6 separate regions of the Mus musculus genome follow, and regions 1, 2, 3, 4 and 5 are each linked to region 6. The links are chromatin contacts, called in public ChIA-PET and promoter capture Hi-C maps. All regions are on one chromosome and are shown on one strand. Each heading gives the region's core, a stretch centred on a gene start, on an enhancer-like site or on the middle of the called end of the contact. The rest is flanking DNA. Distances are from core to core; before and after follow the strand shown.

What was found. Promoter capture Hi-C pulls out the DNA fragments that hold promoters and counts their contacts. ChIA-PET counts read pairs in DNA pulled down with a chosen protein or histone mark.
Region 1: a contact with region 6 is called in a promoter capture Hi-C map of pre-B cells, with 2.4 times the contacts expected there. The contact joins the promoter of Upf1 here to the promoter of Zfp963 in region 6. A contact is called at or near these places in 2 of 39 promoter capture datasets (liver and pre-B cells).
Region 2: a contact with region 6 is called in a promoter capture Hi-C map of cranial neural crest. The contact joins the promoter of Lzts1 here to the promoter of Zfp963 in region 6. A contact is called at or near these places in 4 of 39 promoter capture datasets (the C10 cell line, cranial neural crest, hippocampal neurons and 1 more).
Region 3: an RNA polymerase II ChIA-PET map of memory CD8 T cells shows a contact between it and region 6, with 7 read pairs. The contact joins the promoter of Homer3 here to the promoter of Zfp963 in region 6.
Region 4: a contact with region 6 is called in a promoter capture Hi-C map of pre-B cells, with 5 times the contacts expected there. The contact joins the promoter of Cope here to the promoter of Zfp963 in region 6. A contact is called at or near these places in 1 of 39 promoter capture datasets (pre-B cells), 1 of 484 Hi-C or Micro-C datasets (CD4 T cells) and 1 of 115 datasets of contacts at active chromatin or transcription factors (memory CD8 T cells).
Region 5: a contact with region 6 is called in a promoter capture Hi-C map of pre-B cells, with 4 times the contacts expected there. The contact joins the promoter of Klhl26 here to the promoter of Zfp963 in region 6. A contact is called at or near these places in 2 of 39 promoter capture datasets (liver and pre-B cells) and 1 of 115 datasets of contacts at active chromatin or transcription factors (pancreatic cancer cells).

The regions. Positions count from the first base shown.
Region 1 is chr8:70,351,993-70,354,692 of GRCm38.p6, forward strand. Upf1 (UPF1 regulator of nonsense transcripts homolog (yeast)) reads right to left here and starts at 1,287. Exons shown (of 24, transcript NM_030680.3): 1 at 786-1,287. The coding sequence starts at 1,001.
Region 2 is chr8:69,182,819-69,185,518 of GRCm38.p6, forward strand. Lzts1 (leucine zipper, putative tumor suppressor 1) reads right to left here and starts at 1,380. Exons shown (of 4, transcript NM_001370971.1): 1 at 1,156-1,380.
Region 3 is chr8:70,281,688-70,284,387 of GRCm38.p6, forward strand. Homer3 (homer scaffolding protein 3) reads left to right here and starts at 1,312. Exons shown (of 10, transcript NM_001146153.1): 1 at 1,312-1,413.
Region 4 is chr8:70,301,421-70,304,120 of GRCm38.p6, forward strand. Cope (coatomer protein complex, subunit epsilon) reads left to right here and starts at 1,347. Exons shown (of 10, transcript NM_021538.2): 1 at 1,347-1,512. The coding sequence starts at 1,387. Ddx49 (DEAD box helicase 49) reads right to left here and starts at 1,032. Exons shown (of 13, transcript NM_001024922.2): 1 at 903-1,032. The coding sequence starts at 1,017.
Region 5 is chr8:70,475,522-70,478,221 of GRCm38.p6, forward strand. It overlaps Klhl26 (kelch-like 26), which reads right to left and starts at 1,422. Exons shown (of 3, transcript NM_178771.3): 1 at 1,329-1,422. The coding sequence starts at 1,384.
Region 6 is chr8:69,748,517-69,751,216 of GRCm38.p6, forward strand. It overlaps Zfp963 (zinc finger protein 963), which reads right to left and starts at 1,446. Exons shown (of 4, transcript NM_001200023.1): 1 at 1,316-1,446. The coding sequence starts at 1,318.

The sequences.
Region 1 (2,700 bases), core at 37-2,536, 600 kb after region 6:
CTGCTCCAGGGAACCCCTAACCCAAACTTGAACTTGAACCCTGGCTGGAGGGGGTGGTGGATGAAGTGGCAAAAGGGTGAGATGGGGTGGTTGGACTAGCCAAACAGGTGACCCTGGAGGGCAATGTGGGTCCGTCCAGAGGATAGCAACTGTGGACAGGTCACCTTAGACATACCTAGGAGGGGAGTGAGGGAAGCTCTGGCTTAAGCCTTGAGCCGAGCAGATCCTGCGCTACAGGAGGGACACTAATGCAGGTCACTGCCCAGCCTAGCAGGGTGGAGGAAAAAAGGACAGGTGGCAAGTAGCTGGGACAAGAGGCTGGGAATCAGAGAAGATGGTAGGTAGCTGGGTGGGCCAGAGCAGCAAGGACTAGGGCAGGTAGCAGGAACCTGAGTCAGGTGGCAATGACTGTGGCAGGTAGACCTGGAAGAGGTAGTTGGAATAGGGTGGAAGCAGAGATCTGGGAAAAGGGCAAGTAACGGGAACCAGATCTGGTAATAAGGTACCAGAGACCTAGGGCAGGTGGCGGGTACCTGGGCAGTTTAAACAAGAATCCAGGGTGGGTAACTGGAGCTGGCCAATAGGGACTTAATGTTTAAGGAGCCAGAGCAGGAAGCAGTTACCCAGGCTTGTTAACTGGACCTGAAGCCGGTAGCTCGGACCAGCGCCGTCTAACTGGGACCTGGCTCAGGTTCACAGGGGCCCAAGGCTGGTTAACTGGGATCTAGCGCCGCAGCTCCCGCGCCCGCCCGGCTTCCGGCGCCGCCATGCGCCGCTCAACTCACTTGTGCGTCGAGCTGGCCGGCCGCGCCGCCTGCGCCCGCTCCGCCCGGGCCTCCCGCGCCGCCGGGGCCGCCGGGGGGCGTCTGCGTCTGGCTGGGAAGGGTGAAGTCGGTGAATTCGAACTCGGAGCCCTGGGTGTCGGCGCCGAGCAGCTCGGCCTCCTCAGTGTCCAAGAAGGTGAGTGTTTGCGAGCTGGGGCCGTACGCCTCCACACTCATCCTGCCGCCCGGGCCGCGCCTTCAGCGGGCGCCTCACCGCACTCGAGCCCGAGGCTTCGGCTAGGCCTAGGCCGTAATCCGGAGTAGCCGCTGCCGCCGCCCTGAGAGCCGGGCGGGCTCCGAGTCGGCCTCCGAAAGCAGAGCCGGGCCGCCGGTTCTGAGCTCTGAGTTGCCGCCGCCGCCGCCGCCGCCGCCGCCGCCGCCGCCGCCGCCGCGCCCCTCCGTAACGCTGCTCGCCTCAAAGCCGACCGCCGCTCTCAGACCCCTGGACAGGAACCGCCGTCGCCGCCACCGCTGCGGTGCGCGTGCGCGAGCCGGACGCCGGCACAGATGCGCGTGCGCGAGTCCGACGCCGGCGCAGGCGCGCGCGTTCCTCCCGGAAAGTAGCCAACCGCACCGGAGCACTGGGAGCTAAGCGGGAGGGCGGAACTCGCCGTGCGCCTGCGCGAAGAGGCGGGCCTTCAACCGCCTAAAGGACCTGGGCTCGCGAACTTGGCCCCGCCCCAACTGCTGCCTAGCGGTGCGCATGCGCGCATGCGACGTCCTCACCTCCGGGCTTCAGGGCTGGATGTTCGTTAGGTGCTGATTGAGGCTCTCTCCAGAAGGTTTTGGGTGTGGAGCCTGTGGCACGGGGACCACGCACCTGCACTCCTTGAACCTTAGTTACCCCGTCTGTCACTTGGCTCGTGGCCATTCTCAGTATTCATCGATTGAATAAATGAGTAGGGAGCGGGGACTCTGCCAAATGGTAGTCACTGCTACCCCGAGCACTCCTGAAGCCTGTGAAGATAAATGCTTCTTTTGTCTTGCGATCAAGTCGCACTGGTCCGAGCTAGCCTGGGAATCGCTGAGAAGGGGTCAGGTCCCCTAGAACTAGTTATGAATGGATGTGAGCTCCTCTTGTAAGCGCTGGGTGCACAACTCTGAGCCATTTCTCCGGCCTGTTTTGGTTTTGATTGAGGGTCTCACACTGTAACCATGGTTGGTTTGGAATTCGGGGGAATCCTCCTGCCTCAAAGTGCCTGGTGGTGGGGTGACAGGTGTACATGCAATGTTGACCACGGAACTAAGGGCTCTTGTGTGCTAGGCAGAAGCTACCAACTGATGAGCATCCACAGCCAGCTGCGAGACTTAGAGAAACACTCCTCCCTGGGTTTCCTTCCCACTCTTCAGTGGAGGAAGTGTAAGTGTTGCAGCTCTGAAGGGAAAGGCATTCCCCCCACAGAAGTGTATCTGCTCTGCTTGGGCAGGGGGAGGGGTGGAGGTGGTTCCCCAAAGTGTTTCAGCTGTGCTCCAAAAGATCCTGGCAATTGGGAGCCAAGAAATAGAACAAAGTCACAGCACACAACAAACCTAACACGAGATTTATTGCGAGGGAAAAACCCAGGAGGGTGGCTGCCTCTGCTTGGGTGGATCTCCCAGTAAGGACACTCCTTAAAATCCAAGCACTCAGGAGTCGAAGGCAGGGAGATCTCTGTAACTCTGAGGCCAGCCTTGTCTACAGAGCGAAGTTCAGGACACCCAACATTACATCATCTCAAAACACACAAAAACAGATGCTGAGTGTAGAGGCGCAGTCTCCCAGGACTCTGGAGATGGAGACAGAGCAAGGATTCAAGGTCATCCTAAGTTGTATAGCAAGTTTGAGGCCAGCCTGAGGTATATTAGAACTTGGCTAAAAAACACAATGAAACAAACA
Region 2 (2,700 bases), core at 130-2,629, 570 kb before region 6:
CTTACCCCTGTAAACTCTAACTTGGATATTCATGTGCATACACCTTTCAAACACCTCCATTTTCCTTCTGTCTGCCTGCAGAAAATTGTTTCTGAACTTGAAGGAAGCTCAGGTTACAAATCCTCAAAATCCCTTACCAGCAGCCCCCCCCCCCCCCCCGTCAGGATCTGGGTTCTGGGAGAAGTGCATGCGGGCAGCTCATCTCTCTGTGATGGGCTGAGACTAGATTGTGTTTCCAGGGAGGAGAGACCCTCTGGTGGAGAAGTCTCGATGACAGCTACCCAGAACCCAGAGCCTGCTCCTCAGCAATCCAAGGAGCATGCAGAAAACCTGAGGGCAGAAGGCATGGTTCTTGGATCCCTAAACATCTCTAGTGCTTGGGAAATTGAGGACTGACAACCCGTGGGTGAGCAGAATGCTCACATGTGCCACAGTTTAATCCCTTCCACTTGGAGCAGGGAAGGGAAACATCACCTGGTCCGTGGTGTTTGGGTTTCTATTGCTGAGTGAAGCCAGGGCAGATGAGAAGCAAAAACAGAGGGGATCTGATTCCCTGTGGTGAATGAGAAAAAGGAGTGAACTGAGGTGTGTCAGTGTGTGTCTATGTGTCTGTCTACCTGTGTATTCGTCCAAGCTCATTCCTATTCCTTCCAGACACATGTACCTCCAAAGTTCCAGCCAGCAAGGTAAAGTTCACTAGCCAGTCGCCAGCAGCTGGATCCTCTGTCTGGGGCCCCAGTCTCTGTGGCCTCACTTCCTCACCTCTCATTTCTTCATCTCTACATTCATGTCACCTAATGCACGTCTCCAAGATGAAATTCAGGTTTACGAGAATCCCCGGTCTGACAGACAAAGACATAAGGATTGACTGATGCACACCATTTCCTTCCGGCTGGGGTCAGATTAGAAATACAATCAGTGACAGGGAAGAAGACTCCCCCACACCTACCACTGCCCTTCACCCCGATAGTTACATGTAGAAACAAAGACACCTAGACAGACGCGGACACAGACAGACAAAGACCGACAGACGAGCGGACTCACTCCCGGGAGTGGTATGCTGTAGAAAGCGAAGTCTTCCCTGTGTCTGGGCCGTCCGCAGAGCTGTAGACCCTGCACGAAGGAGGAACAGGACCCTGGGTACCCGTACCTTACCTGTCTGTCCTCCTCCGCCTTGGGGATAGCTGCAAATGGCTGCAGATTTTGATTTTTCGGTGTATTTTGTGCAGTGCCCCTTTCTCTTTTTCTGGAGGGCTCCTAGAGCCGGCGGATCCCGCGTCGCTCAAGTCACACTCCCAGGAGCAGCAGAAAGACAGAGAAACTTTCGGACTGTGAGCTTGTCGGAGCCTCCCAGAGCCCGCCAGCTCGTCCGGGCGCTCTGGCCCTTGCGCTGGGTCCCTGGCCGCCGGCGGGGCGGGGTGGGGCGGGGCACGAGTGGGGCGGGGCCAGAGTCAACGACATTCATTGGCCCGCACTGCCTGCACCCTGTCCTGCTCTCTCCCCGGCCTTTGTTCCAGACTGACAGCTGGGGTTGCTCCGACCTCCTGGCTCCTCTGTGCCCAAAGCCCGCGCCGGTCAGGCTCGCAGTTTCTTAGCTCTCGTTTCATCACACTCGGGGGTTCCTGTCTGTTCAGCCTTTCTCTATCTTTCCTCATCTTCCACTGTCTCCTCGTTCTTGCTTTCTCTGTCTGCATTCTATTCGCCTTTGCATTTTCTTTACCCATTTTCTGCATTCCCTTCTTCTTTGCTACCTCTGCCTCTTACCGGTGATTTCTCCAGCCCAACTCCCAGCCACAACCCCAGCAAAAGGTTGAGTTTCTTGGTTTAAGGACCAAACTAACGGTCTAGAGGGGTTATGAGGGTATTGCTTCACCTTGCTGCGATTATAGACCAGAGAGCCCAGAGCCTCCTGACTTCAGTCCTCAAAAAGATCCAATTAAATTTTGACACTTCAGAAGCCTGAGTGATGCTAGCCAGTAATCCCAGGGACTTGAGAGAGGCTGAAACAGGAGAATTAAAAATTCAAGTCCTGCCTGGAGCACCGAAGTGTAACCTTGTTTCAAAATATAAAGTAGAAATATATAGGCAGGGCGGGCTGGATAATTAGCTCAGAGATAAAGGTTGTGGCCTTAATTTCGATCCCCAGCAGTAAAAGCATCAGCCATCCACCCACTTTTCACCACCTATCTGAGGGTACACTGAGGGTAAGATAGTGAAAAGCAGGCCAGTCTGAAGGCAGAGGCGCTGTCCAGAAATTGCCAGCTTTGCCCTGAAAGGGGCAGGTTAAGGGAAGGAGAGTAGGGATCACTAATAGCATGACTGAATCAGAGTCTTTCTGACACTCTCCTGCCCCAAACCTCTGCTGCTCCCTCCTGCTTTTGACCCTAGATTAATTTAAAGCTTTATTTAATTATGTAATTCTAGCTTCCTGAACACTAAAGAGGGAAAATAAATAGCCAGCCAGCCTGTAATCCCAGCACCTGGGAGACCTGGGAGACTGAGACAGGAGAGTTTATGCCAGACGTCTCTCTATCTATACGTTCCCCAGTTCCAGTTCCGAGTTCCATCCTTACTCCCACCTCTAACCACCACAGGCAGAATGATGCCTCTTTTGATGGAAGCCTTTTCTTCTTTCTGTGCCCCACTCATTGACTTGGTATAAGCATGTCTTCTCAGAGGTGTCTCAGGAATTTTGGTGAA
Region 3 (2,700 bases), core at 62-2,561, 530 kb after region 6:
CGAGGGAGAGAAACTCGCCTGGCCTGAGAATATCTTCACTGAAAGTTAGCCACCTGCTCAGATCCCAGCAGACACCAGAGGGCTTGAGAAGAGAAAAAAATATATATCTGACATAAGAAATGCAAAGCTGAGAACCACAGACTCTGATTCGGACACAGCCATTTGTCCCCAGAACACGGAAACCCTTGCAGAAATTTCTAGAAAAGTGCAGCAAGGGATTTGCCACAGGGCTAGGGACCCACTGGCAGATAGGTGATCCCCTGAAGGATCCTCGGCGGGCTGCTGTGGCTGTGGACAGAGGCAGGACTCAGCCTACAGAGCTGCAGGGAGTTTGTCCATTTCATTGGAAGACAACACTAAGAGGACACTTGGATCCTAAGACTCTGTAACAATAACCTAGTTACTCCCAGAATTTATTTTTGAAAGTCAGGGTCTCACTATGTGGCCCTAGATGGCTTAGAACTCACTATATAGACCAATCTAGCCTAGAATTCACAGAGATTTGCCTGCTTGTTCTTTTCGTGGGAATTAGGATGGAGCCCAGGGCACCACAGACGCTTGACGAGGGCGTTACACACTGATTTGCAGTCCCACCCCCACCTTCGTTTTGGGGAGCTGGGCTCAAGCTGTCTTCATGCTTCAGTTGCTGAGGGTCCAGGAACTTTTTCTTTTCGAAGAAGCCACATGAAGACTCAGGGCCACCCTTGGTAGGAGGCAGGAAAGCGAAGGGTCGTTGTCCACCCATTTTCCGTGTTTCTCCCTATCTCTGGGTCACCAGATCACACTCCAGGACTTCTGCCTCTGTCTTCACACCCTGGCCCGCTACCACCCATCTAACACCCACACTTTTGTCTTCTCAGCCTTCAGCCCATCAGTCCAATGCTCTGCCCCAAGGCCGATCCAGACAGACCCTCCTCTTCCACCCCTCTCCCCACCCCGCTGTCTTTGTCCGCAGTCACCTTCTGTCTCTCTCCGCTGCCCTCCTGGATCCCTCCCCTCTGTCCAGTACTCTGCCTGATCCTAGGCCCCTGCCCTTAATCCCTCTGATCCCAGCCCCAGACTTTATGGGCCCCTCCCCCTCCTTCAAAAGCCACGCCCTCCCCACTTCCTTCAGTTGCCTCCCACTGGGTCCCCCCTTCAGAAGTTCCTCCTCTTGACCTCCTGGTGCCCTCCCCTTCCTCTGCCCTTTCACCCCGCCCAACTCCCCCCTCCATGTCCGCCCTCCTCTTCTTCCCTCTCGGGGTCCCCTCCCTCTTCCCCGCCCTCCGTAGCTGGCCAGCAGGGGGCGCTGGGCAGAGGCGGGGCGGCGCGGGGACTGGCCGCGATGGGACCGGAGGCGGCGCAGACAAAGGCGCGGGCGGCGCGGGGCGCGCGGAGGGCGCGGGCCGGAGGCTGCAGCGACGACGACGCGGGGTGAGCCAGACAGGGGGACCCCAGCTTCCGAGGCACAATCAGGGAGTCGGGGGCGCAGGAAACGCAGACGGTTTCCAAAGTTGCGGACTGTGAGGCGGGGCCCAGGAGCTGCGGGGTGCAGGCTGAGGGGTTGGGATCCTGGGGTGCCGGCTAGGGGGCCGGCTCAGGTGCTGGCTGGGGCGCGGGGCGCGTCTTCACCGGGTTCCTCAGCCGAGGTCCGGGTGTTGGGGACGCCGCATCGCGAGGCTCCGCCACTTAGAAGTTGCGGGTCAGCGGCTCCCGTAGTTGCCCTCACGAGCTGCCCTGGAGGGAGTGGGAACCGGTGCCAAATGGGAAGCCGGCGTGGGGCTCCTGGCAGGGTCCCCGCCGCGCGCGATCGCGGTTCTCCGCCCCGCGCCTCTGCTCCAAGGCGCGTGACTACTCAGTGAGTAACTTTTCCTGATGGTGGCAAGTCCAGGCAGGAGTGGTCCGACCGGAAGGGCCTGGGTTCGGGGACCCCTTTCCCCCAATCTCCGCCAGTTCCATTAGCGTCTCTGACTGGACAACCCCCCTACCCTCCCTCTGTATGGGAACTTAGGTTTCGCAGCTTCCCAAGACAGCTTGGAGGGGCCCTGACCTCAGACCCCGGGTCTTGACCTCCCGCACCCGCAGGACCCTCCTTCTCCTCCAATCTCCTTAGTTGAAATTTGGGGGACTTAGGAGAATGACAGGTGCAAGCGTTCATAGGAGGCTGGGGAGCTCCGTTCTCCCGGTCCTGTTCCCTGTTCACATGGTGGGGACTAGGATGAACCGCTGTGTGCAATGCGTGCTTGTGTGTGTGTGTGTGCCTGTGCGTTGAGACATGGTCCCACTCTGTAGCCCAGGTTGGCTTCAAAGTCTCCTCATTCTCCCCAGTGCTGGTGCCACCATACCAGGCTTTCATTTTTTCCTTTTAAGTAAGCTCCCTGGAGACTCAGACACAGAGTTATCTGGGCTAAGTGGTCCTTTCTCTCTCTCTCCTCTCTCTCTCTCTCTCTCTCTCTCTCTCTCTCTCTCTCTCTCTCTCTCTCTCTCTCTCTCTCTCTCTCTCTCTCTCTCTCTCTCTCCTCTCTCTCTCTCTCCCTCCCTCCCTCCCTCCCTCCCTCCCTTCCTTCCTAGAGTTATTTATTTTATTTATACAAGTACACTGTAGCTGTCTTCAGACACATCAGAACAGGGCATCCAATCCCATTACAGATGGCTATGAGCCACTATGTGGTTGCTGGGAATTGAACTCAGGACCTCTGGAAGAGCAGTCAGTGCTCTTAC
Region 4 (2,700 bases), core at 97-2,596, 550 kb after region 6:
CCAGCCTGTTCTACAGAGTGAGTTCCAGGACAGCCAGGGCTATACAGAGAAACCCTGTCTCAAAAAAACAAAAAAACAAGGGAAAAAAAAAAGAAAGAAAAGAGAATAGAAGAGAGGCAGCCTCAAGACCCAAACTATTCATTAGAGAAGACTTGGGGCCCCAATGGACCAATGGGATGGGGAATTTGGGGAGGGGAAAAGCCCTGCAGGTCTATGGAAGAAAAGGTCAGGAATTTCCCATATTTGGGGAAAGGCTTCAAAAACTTGCTTGAAATCACCACACCAGCTATTTTTGCCTTTTCTCTATGCTGGTACCCCTTTCTCCAGAATTGAATATTTAAAACTGTTTCATTTCCACTAGTCCCTTGAACGTGTTATTATCTAATTTCCAACAATTATTATAATTGCTTGTTTGAAACAAATTTTCAGGTAGCCCAGGCTGGTCTGCAACTTGCTACCAAACTGAGGATCACCTTGAACTCCTGATCCTCTTGCTTCCACCTGCTCAGTATTGAGATGACTGAGAGTCACCACGTCCGGCTCCAAGGACGCCTCTTTAATGGCAAAAGTGAACTGGGTCGAAGAGCACTGACACAAACACGGAGCATTGGTTTTTACCTGGAGTTTGACGGCTTCTACGTCAAAGCCAGCTCTACCCTTTTTTTTTTTCAGTGCCATGTTTTAGTCATTCACCGATCTCTCCCTATGCTCGGGTGCTACGAAAACTTAAGAGGTGCCACCCATCACCTGTGTGATAATGAACACGAGTCGGTCGCAGCGTAAATGTCAATGCTGCGGGTCAGGGTCCCCGAAACACTCAATGCTGTCCTGATTCCTGGAACCCAAGTGGGGCTAAGGAAGAGCGGGCAAAGAAAGGCATTAAAAGAAAGGCGAGAACTCACCTTCCAGGATGGCCGGAATGCACCCGAGCTGCACCGGCGTGGGCTGCTTCAACCCCAGCTGTCGACACTGTTCTACCAGCCACGACGACAACCCGATCTCAGCGAACCCCGCCATGCTCCAGACCCGGGCAGAGAACCTAGAAATGAGTGCTTCCGGCGCGTGAATGCTACGTCACGTCCACCCCGGCGCAGTCCGGCCTGGAAAAGTTGTGAGAGGACGTTGGCGGAGGAATGTGACGTCACGGAGAGACCCTCTCCAGATCCTTCAACCAATCCGAGCTTTGACCGCTTTTCAGTGTTTTGGTTCTGAAGGCCTTGTGTTTGTTGACGGAATCCGAACTATAGTTCTCGGGAGGCTTTGCAAGGTTTCTTTTTCATCGCCTCTGATTTGTCCCATAGAACTACGTTTCCCAGAGTTCCTGACGACGGGGACCTGCTTCCGGCCTACGTGTCCCAGAAGAAGGTTGGTTAGAGGTGCGGTGACATGGCTCCTCCGGTTCCTGGCGCGGTCTCTGGCGGCTCCGGAGAGGTAGATGAGCTGTTCGACGTGAAGAACGCTTTCTACATCGGCAGCTACCAGCAGTGCATCAACGAGGCTCAGCGCGTGAAGGTGGGCAGCGTGCGGAGCAGCTTCCGGCGCGCTCTGAGGTTCTGGTCCGAGGACTCGGTTTCTCTTATAATTAGGGATGGTTTTCAATTTACTCTGTAACCGAGGCTAACCTTGAGGTCCTGCGCCTCCAGTCTTCACCCCTCCAGTGCTAGGATGACAGGTGTGCACCCCTGTGCCAAGCTTCCAACTTTCTGGTGGTTGATTGACAGGGGCTCACTTTATAGCCCAGGCTGACCTGAAGTCAGGGTAATGGTGAGGTGACAGGTGTGCGCCACTAGCTCCATCATAAAACCTCTTACTGTTTCGTTTTTAAACCCCCCCCGCCCCCCTTTTTTAAGTGTCTAAAGTCAGGCATCATGGTGCACGCCTTCTATTCCAGCACTTGGGAGGCTGATCTCTGTAAGTTTAGGGTCAGCCTGATCTTCATAAGCAGTTCTAGGTCAGTTCGGGTAATACTGTAATCTGTCTTAATAATAGTCCTAAACCGGAGGTAGCTTGGTGTGCCTTAAATCCCAGCACCCAGAGGCAGAGGCAGTCAAGTCTCTGAGTTTTGGACCACTCTGATCTACATAGCGACTTCCAGGACAGCCAGGGTGCTACAGAAAAACCCCGTCTTGAACTGTACCCTCCTCGCCTCCCCCACTCCCCCCAAAAGGGAAGTTTGGTTATAAAAGAAGACAGTCTCCTTTAGCCCAGGCTGGCCTCAGACTCCCCATGTTGCTGAAGAGCACTGAATTCCTGATGGCCATGCCTGCTCTCTGGAGTGCTGGGATCATAGTGTGCACAGCCAAAGCACAGCTTCGATGCAAATGCTCCACAGGCTAAATCCTTGCCCTGGTTTTGTTTTATGTTTTAAGCAGCTTCATATAGCCCAGGCTGTCCCTAGATGTAGCAGTCTTGTCTCAGCCTCCCAGATGCAGGATGACAGGCCTGTGCCACAATGCTCAGCTTGTCTTTAGTTCATTAAAGATGTGACCCGTGTTTGCAACAGCCTGTGTGTGTTGTTGACAGAATCACCTGTCACTCATTCTTCACTGTGCACTCGTGGAAAACAGCATTCCTGCTGGGCTCAGTAAGGGATGGAGTTGGTGGAACTACAGGCTTTCTAGGTATAGTAGCCTTGGCAACAGAGGCAGCACAGAGAGCCAGGAAATGGCAGAATGGGTGTAGAAAGTGGTGGTCTTAGAC
Region 5 (2,700 bases), core at 172-2,671, 730 kb after region 6:
TTTACAGACTGAATTTCCTCCTTGATCTCACAAGGGTGGTGGCTGTCTCAGGGCAGGGGTTCCTGGCTCTGGGTTAATGTGAAAATGGAGGGTGTGAGTGCTCCCTAAGAGAGTTCCCTAAGACCGGTAGGTGCTCTTCCCCTGAGACTCCAGATCAATTCACAAAAATGTATTGCAACAGAAAGTTTTTGAGTTCAAGGTTGGCCTATGCTATACAAATCAGTCACTATCTTAAAAATAGGATGGGTAGAGGGCAGGCATATGACCCAGTAGTAGAGTCCTCACCTAGCATGCACCACAGGAATAGAGATGCATGCCTGTCATCTTGATCATTCGGGTTGAGGAAAGATAACCAGCAGTTTGATGTTATCCTCAGCTATATGGCATCTGTGAGACCAGCTATAAGATTCCTTGTCTTGAAAAACCAAAATAAAACAAATATTTAAAAATACTTGCCATCTTTATGCAAATTCCCAAGTTCAAGGAACCCACCTTCAGAGTTGACCAGGAAAAAGGGTGACCTCATTTAACTAAAAGGGGTGAACGTGGACCCAATATCTGAGGGCAAGACCTCCAATTCAAACGTTTAGAGTGAGGGGAGGGGTATTTAAACCCTATGAAGGGTGGAAGGAAGGGGGTCTTAAAGAAAGACCCTATACTCTTGAGTATCTTCTCTCACAGTGCTCAAACTCCACAAATACATCCCGACCTCTCACAGTCCCTGAGACTCCCTGGCCATCATGATGGATCTGCTGGGGCCCCCAAGGTTGCCTCAGTGTCCCCTCACGGCATGCCCAAGTCCCTTGTTCACCTATCAAGCCCCTAGACAATTTTCTGACAAATAGAACCTGTTGAGGTCTCCCAGTGGCCTCAGTGTCTCCCAGACATGTCCAGGCCCCTAGGTGACTGGCCTCAGTGTCTCCCCAGACATGTCCAGGCCCCTAGGTGACTGGCCTCAGTGTCTTCCTCAGACATGTCCAGGCTCCTAGGTGACTGGCCTCAGTGTTCCCCTCCAGACATGCCTAGGCCTCTTGTTCCCTGCCATCAGGACCTGTGGAGGTAACCAGGTGGTCTCAGTGCTCCCTTCACGAACGCCTCGGCTCCCTCCCGGGCCCCAGGGTCCTTGTGGAGCTTCCCACGTCACCTTCCCCGAACCCCTTCAGCCCCGGGCTCGCAGCTCCCAGGAAGCCGGGCCTCAGCCTGCCCTCAGGCCTACGCCATAGCTCAGGACCTTAACGACAGGGACTCGGAACGTCCACGCCCCCGGCGGCCCCGGGTCGGCCCCGCCCGAGCCAAGTGGTGCATGCCAACAGAGGCGTAGGACTCACCTGCTCGGGCGCTCGGGGCTCTGACTAGAGCCGCTGCTGCCACCGGACTCCGCCATCTTCCGCCGCGCGCCCGAGCGATGGGGCGGCGCGCTGATCGGGAGATCGGGGCCCGGGGCAGCGGGCGGAGCCGCTGAGAAGGAGGGAGGGACTCGAGTGGTGGGCGGAGCTTGGGATCAGGGGCGGGGCCTGAGGAGAGCAGGTCGGAGAAGAACATCGAGTAAGGCCAAAGAAAGTGAGGGGGAGGAGCCTGAAAGACCAGGGGCCAAAGAGGTAGGCGGGGATTGGGGCGGAGCCTTGAAGAGAAGTGGCGCTTAAAACCCTGGAGGCGTGCAATAAGAATTATAAGCATGGCCTAAGAGCGGACCTAAGGAAGATAGTACCTGAAGTGGGGGTAAGGGTTGAAGACGTCATGGCCCTCAGAAGGGAGGGGTCTGAGAAAGGTGATTCAAGCAGGACATGACCTAAAGAGGGGCGGGGCCTATGTAAAGGAGGGAAGAGACCTGTGGAAGAAAAGTTCTGTGGGAGAAAAGGTTGGCTCCAAGGTATGGTAGGGCCTGAGTTTGGAGAGGGGCGAGTCTTGGCTGTGGAGAGAGTGGCTGGAAGGCCTATGCGGGAAATGGAACCATGTTACTTCCCAACATAACCAGGAAGGGGAAGGCGGCCTGAGGGTCATTCTTGGTGTTAGATATATGCTGGACCAGAAGAAAAGTGGAGGAAGACTGGAGCCGCCCCTAGAGGAGGGAAGGAGCCCAGGATGATGATGGGAAGTGTCTAGCCCGAGAGGGGCGTGGTTAGCGGAGGGGTGAGGCAAAGGGTAGGTTGGGAGGGTCTTTTAATTAAGAGCAGAACTGCTGGGAACATATGCCTGGGATGGGAAGAGGGCCGAATCCACGTTCGGGAGGTGCCTGGGCGGGGCCAGGGCTGGGAGAAGGATCGGGACTTGGGCGGGGCTCATCATAATGAGGGGGCGGGTCTGGACTGCAAGAATGGGAGGGTTGGGGAAGAGCCTTGGTAGGAGATGTGGAACCTAAGTTGTGAAGGTCGTGCCATGAAGGGCGGGGCAAACAAGGTGTGGGCTAGGCGGCGCACAGATGTGGGCGTGGCTTATCTTTGGCAGAAGCGGGATGGCTCAGATGGCATGTTCTGATGAGTGAGGGAACAAAAGTCCCTGAGTGCACAGACCCTCTTCACTAGCATCCTGCCCCGAGCCATATCCCTTTCCCAGCCTGAACCCAACCCAACCCTCTGACTTCCAACCCTTTGCTTCAGCGTTTTCAGCATATAGTAAGCTCAGAACCTCCTACCTCAGGGCCCAATGCCACTCTCAAATCCCCATCCCTTCTGTATCTGCCCTCATACTCTAGCTCCCATT
Region 6 (2,700 bases), core at 196-2,695:
ACAGTGTGCTTATTTATAATAATAAATAAATCTTTTTTAAAAAAATCTTCTTGAATACAAGATTAACACAAGAAGTCCATCTTCCAGTATAATAGCAATGAGCAACTGAATGGTTAGCAATTTCCCCGAGTATGTAGCACCACAGCTCAAAGGAGACACAAAGAGAAGCATATACTAAATTTCACAAAGATCCTTGGATGAAGATAAATTTCTTTTTCAAAAATGAATCAAGCCAGGCACGGTGGCACAGGTCTTTAATTCCAGCACTTGGGAGTCAGAGACGAGGGATCTCTGTGAACTCAAGGCCAGCCTGAGCTACATGGCAAATTCCCATACAGCCAGGAATACATAGAGCAGTCACTCTAAACCTTCCTAACGCTGCGGCCCTTTGATACATTTCCTCATGTTGAGGTGACTCCCAACCAAAAAATTATTTTTGTTGCTATGTTATAATTGTAATGTTGTAACTGAGCAGTATCTCAGTTCCTAAAGCCATTGGGAATTAGTGTTTTCTGATTGTCTTAACCGAAAGGTAAAGAACCACTGACACAGAGAGATCCAGTGTCCAGAAAAAAGAAAAAAAAAATCAAATAAGAATATGCACTGGCCTAGTAAATAGAAGACAACACCAAGATGTTGCTTTCCTCAATTTACACTATAAATTCAAAACACAATCCCAACAAGAATGCTAACATCTTGTGTAACAGCAGAAAGCCGTTCTAAGGTTTATATGTAAAGGGGGAAAAAAAACCCTCAACGTTCCAGACAATTCTAAATAAATAGTACACAAATAAAAGATTTTATCTTTACAAAGAAATTTAATGATCATAATAGTGTACGAATATTTGGAAACTAATTTATCTACAAAACAGTATAAAAAAAGAACCTCACAAAATAGTCAATGTTCTTTTAAAAGAGCAAATTAAACTCAGGAGAGTAATTGTCTTCACAAATACTATCCAACATAGGCATAAATAAGCAAAAACTTAAGAGTTTACAACTCCCACAAAAGTATTTCAAAGTGGACTCTCCACCAATATGTGAAGACAACTCAGGGGAACCGGCAGGACCTTGAGTTCAGCAAACAGCCTCAGGGTACAACACAAAAACCACTTCGTGGCCGTGACGTCACCGACACGGAGGGCGGGGCCTCCCCTGCGGCGCCCTGAGCTCTGCGCAGACGCGGCCGAAGGGCGGAGCGACACAGCCGCAGCGACCTAGTCGCCGCCAACCGCAGCGGGCCTAACGCCGCACAAGCGAAGAGCTACCGATAGCTGCCACTCCTCTCCACCTGGGACAGCGGCCCTGCGCTCACCATGTCGCGGCTTCCGAGCTGCCCGTGCTCCCCTCACAGCGGCGGCCACAGCGCAGCACACGCACCCACGGGGCCTCCCTGAGCCACGGAGTTCAGTCTACAACACGGCGGACAGAGAAAATCCGCCTCCCACTGCCCTACCTCGCTCTTGATTGAGTGGTGTAAGCTTGAAGGCCCTGATTGGCTAGGTCCGCCCAGCGACTGCTGATTGACAGCAGGAGCTGAAGTGATGACCAGGCAGTCTCTGCCCTGGACTGCCTGCCTTTTACTCCAGCATATGGTCAGGAGAATTTACATTGACGCAGAACTTGTTCTTGTTCTTGGAGAGCTGGGCCCTGCTGTCTCAGTGAACTCGGCAAGCACTTCCTAGTCTAACAGGGTACCAGATGGTTCTCGTAAGCAGTCCAGTTACCAACTCAGTGTCTAATACAATGGCCCCTGTGCCTCAGACCTAGGAGGCCAGTCAGACCACTCTGGTTCCAGTTGATACTGAGAGGTTGAGAGCACATGCTGCTCTTCAGAGGACCCAAGTTCAATTTCCAGAACCCACATCGGGTGACTCCAAACTGTCTGCAAATACGGCTGCTTAGAGAACCCAGGACCACCAGTCCAGGGATGGCCCCAGCCACAATGGGCTTTCCCCCCATTAATCTCTAATTTTTAAAAATGACCTCACAGGCTTGCTTACAGCCCAAGCTCATGGAGACATTTTCAATTGAGGCTCCCCACTCTGATGACTCAAGCTTGTGTCAAATTGACATAAAACTAGCCTGCACAAATAAACATACCCAATGCAAACAAACAGACAAAATTAGAGTTGATAAAAAAAAAAACAGGAGCTGGAGAGATCGCTCAGTGATTAAGGGCACTTGCCTGACATAGTTACATTTCTGTTGCTATGATAAAACTTCATGATTGAAGTGACTTATAAAACAGTTTAACCAGGCTTAGAGGTGCAGTGTGTAACAGTCCATGCTGGTATTGTTAAGGCTTGGCCACAGGCTGAGGACTCACACCTTAATCCACTGAGAATGGCACAAGTCTTTTAAAACCTCGAAGACCACCTCCACCACCAAGGCTGCACCCAATTCTTCCCAAACAGTTCCATCACTGGGGACCAAACACTGAAACATGGCCTATGGAAGCCATTCTCATTCAAACCACCTCCTTCCACTCCCTGGCCCCCATAGACCATACTATAATGCAAAATGCATTTGGTTCTCCGTCAAAAGTCCCCATAGACTTTCACAGTCTCAACATTATTTAAAGGTCCAAATATCTTCTAAGGCTCAAGACAATTCTCTCCTTGGCGGATGTCTCATGGCTCTAGGATCTCCACTGAAATCCAGGTTTGAATTCCAAAATGACTCACAATAGCTTCTCAG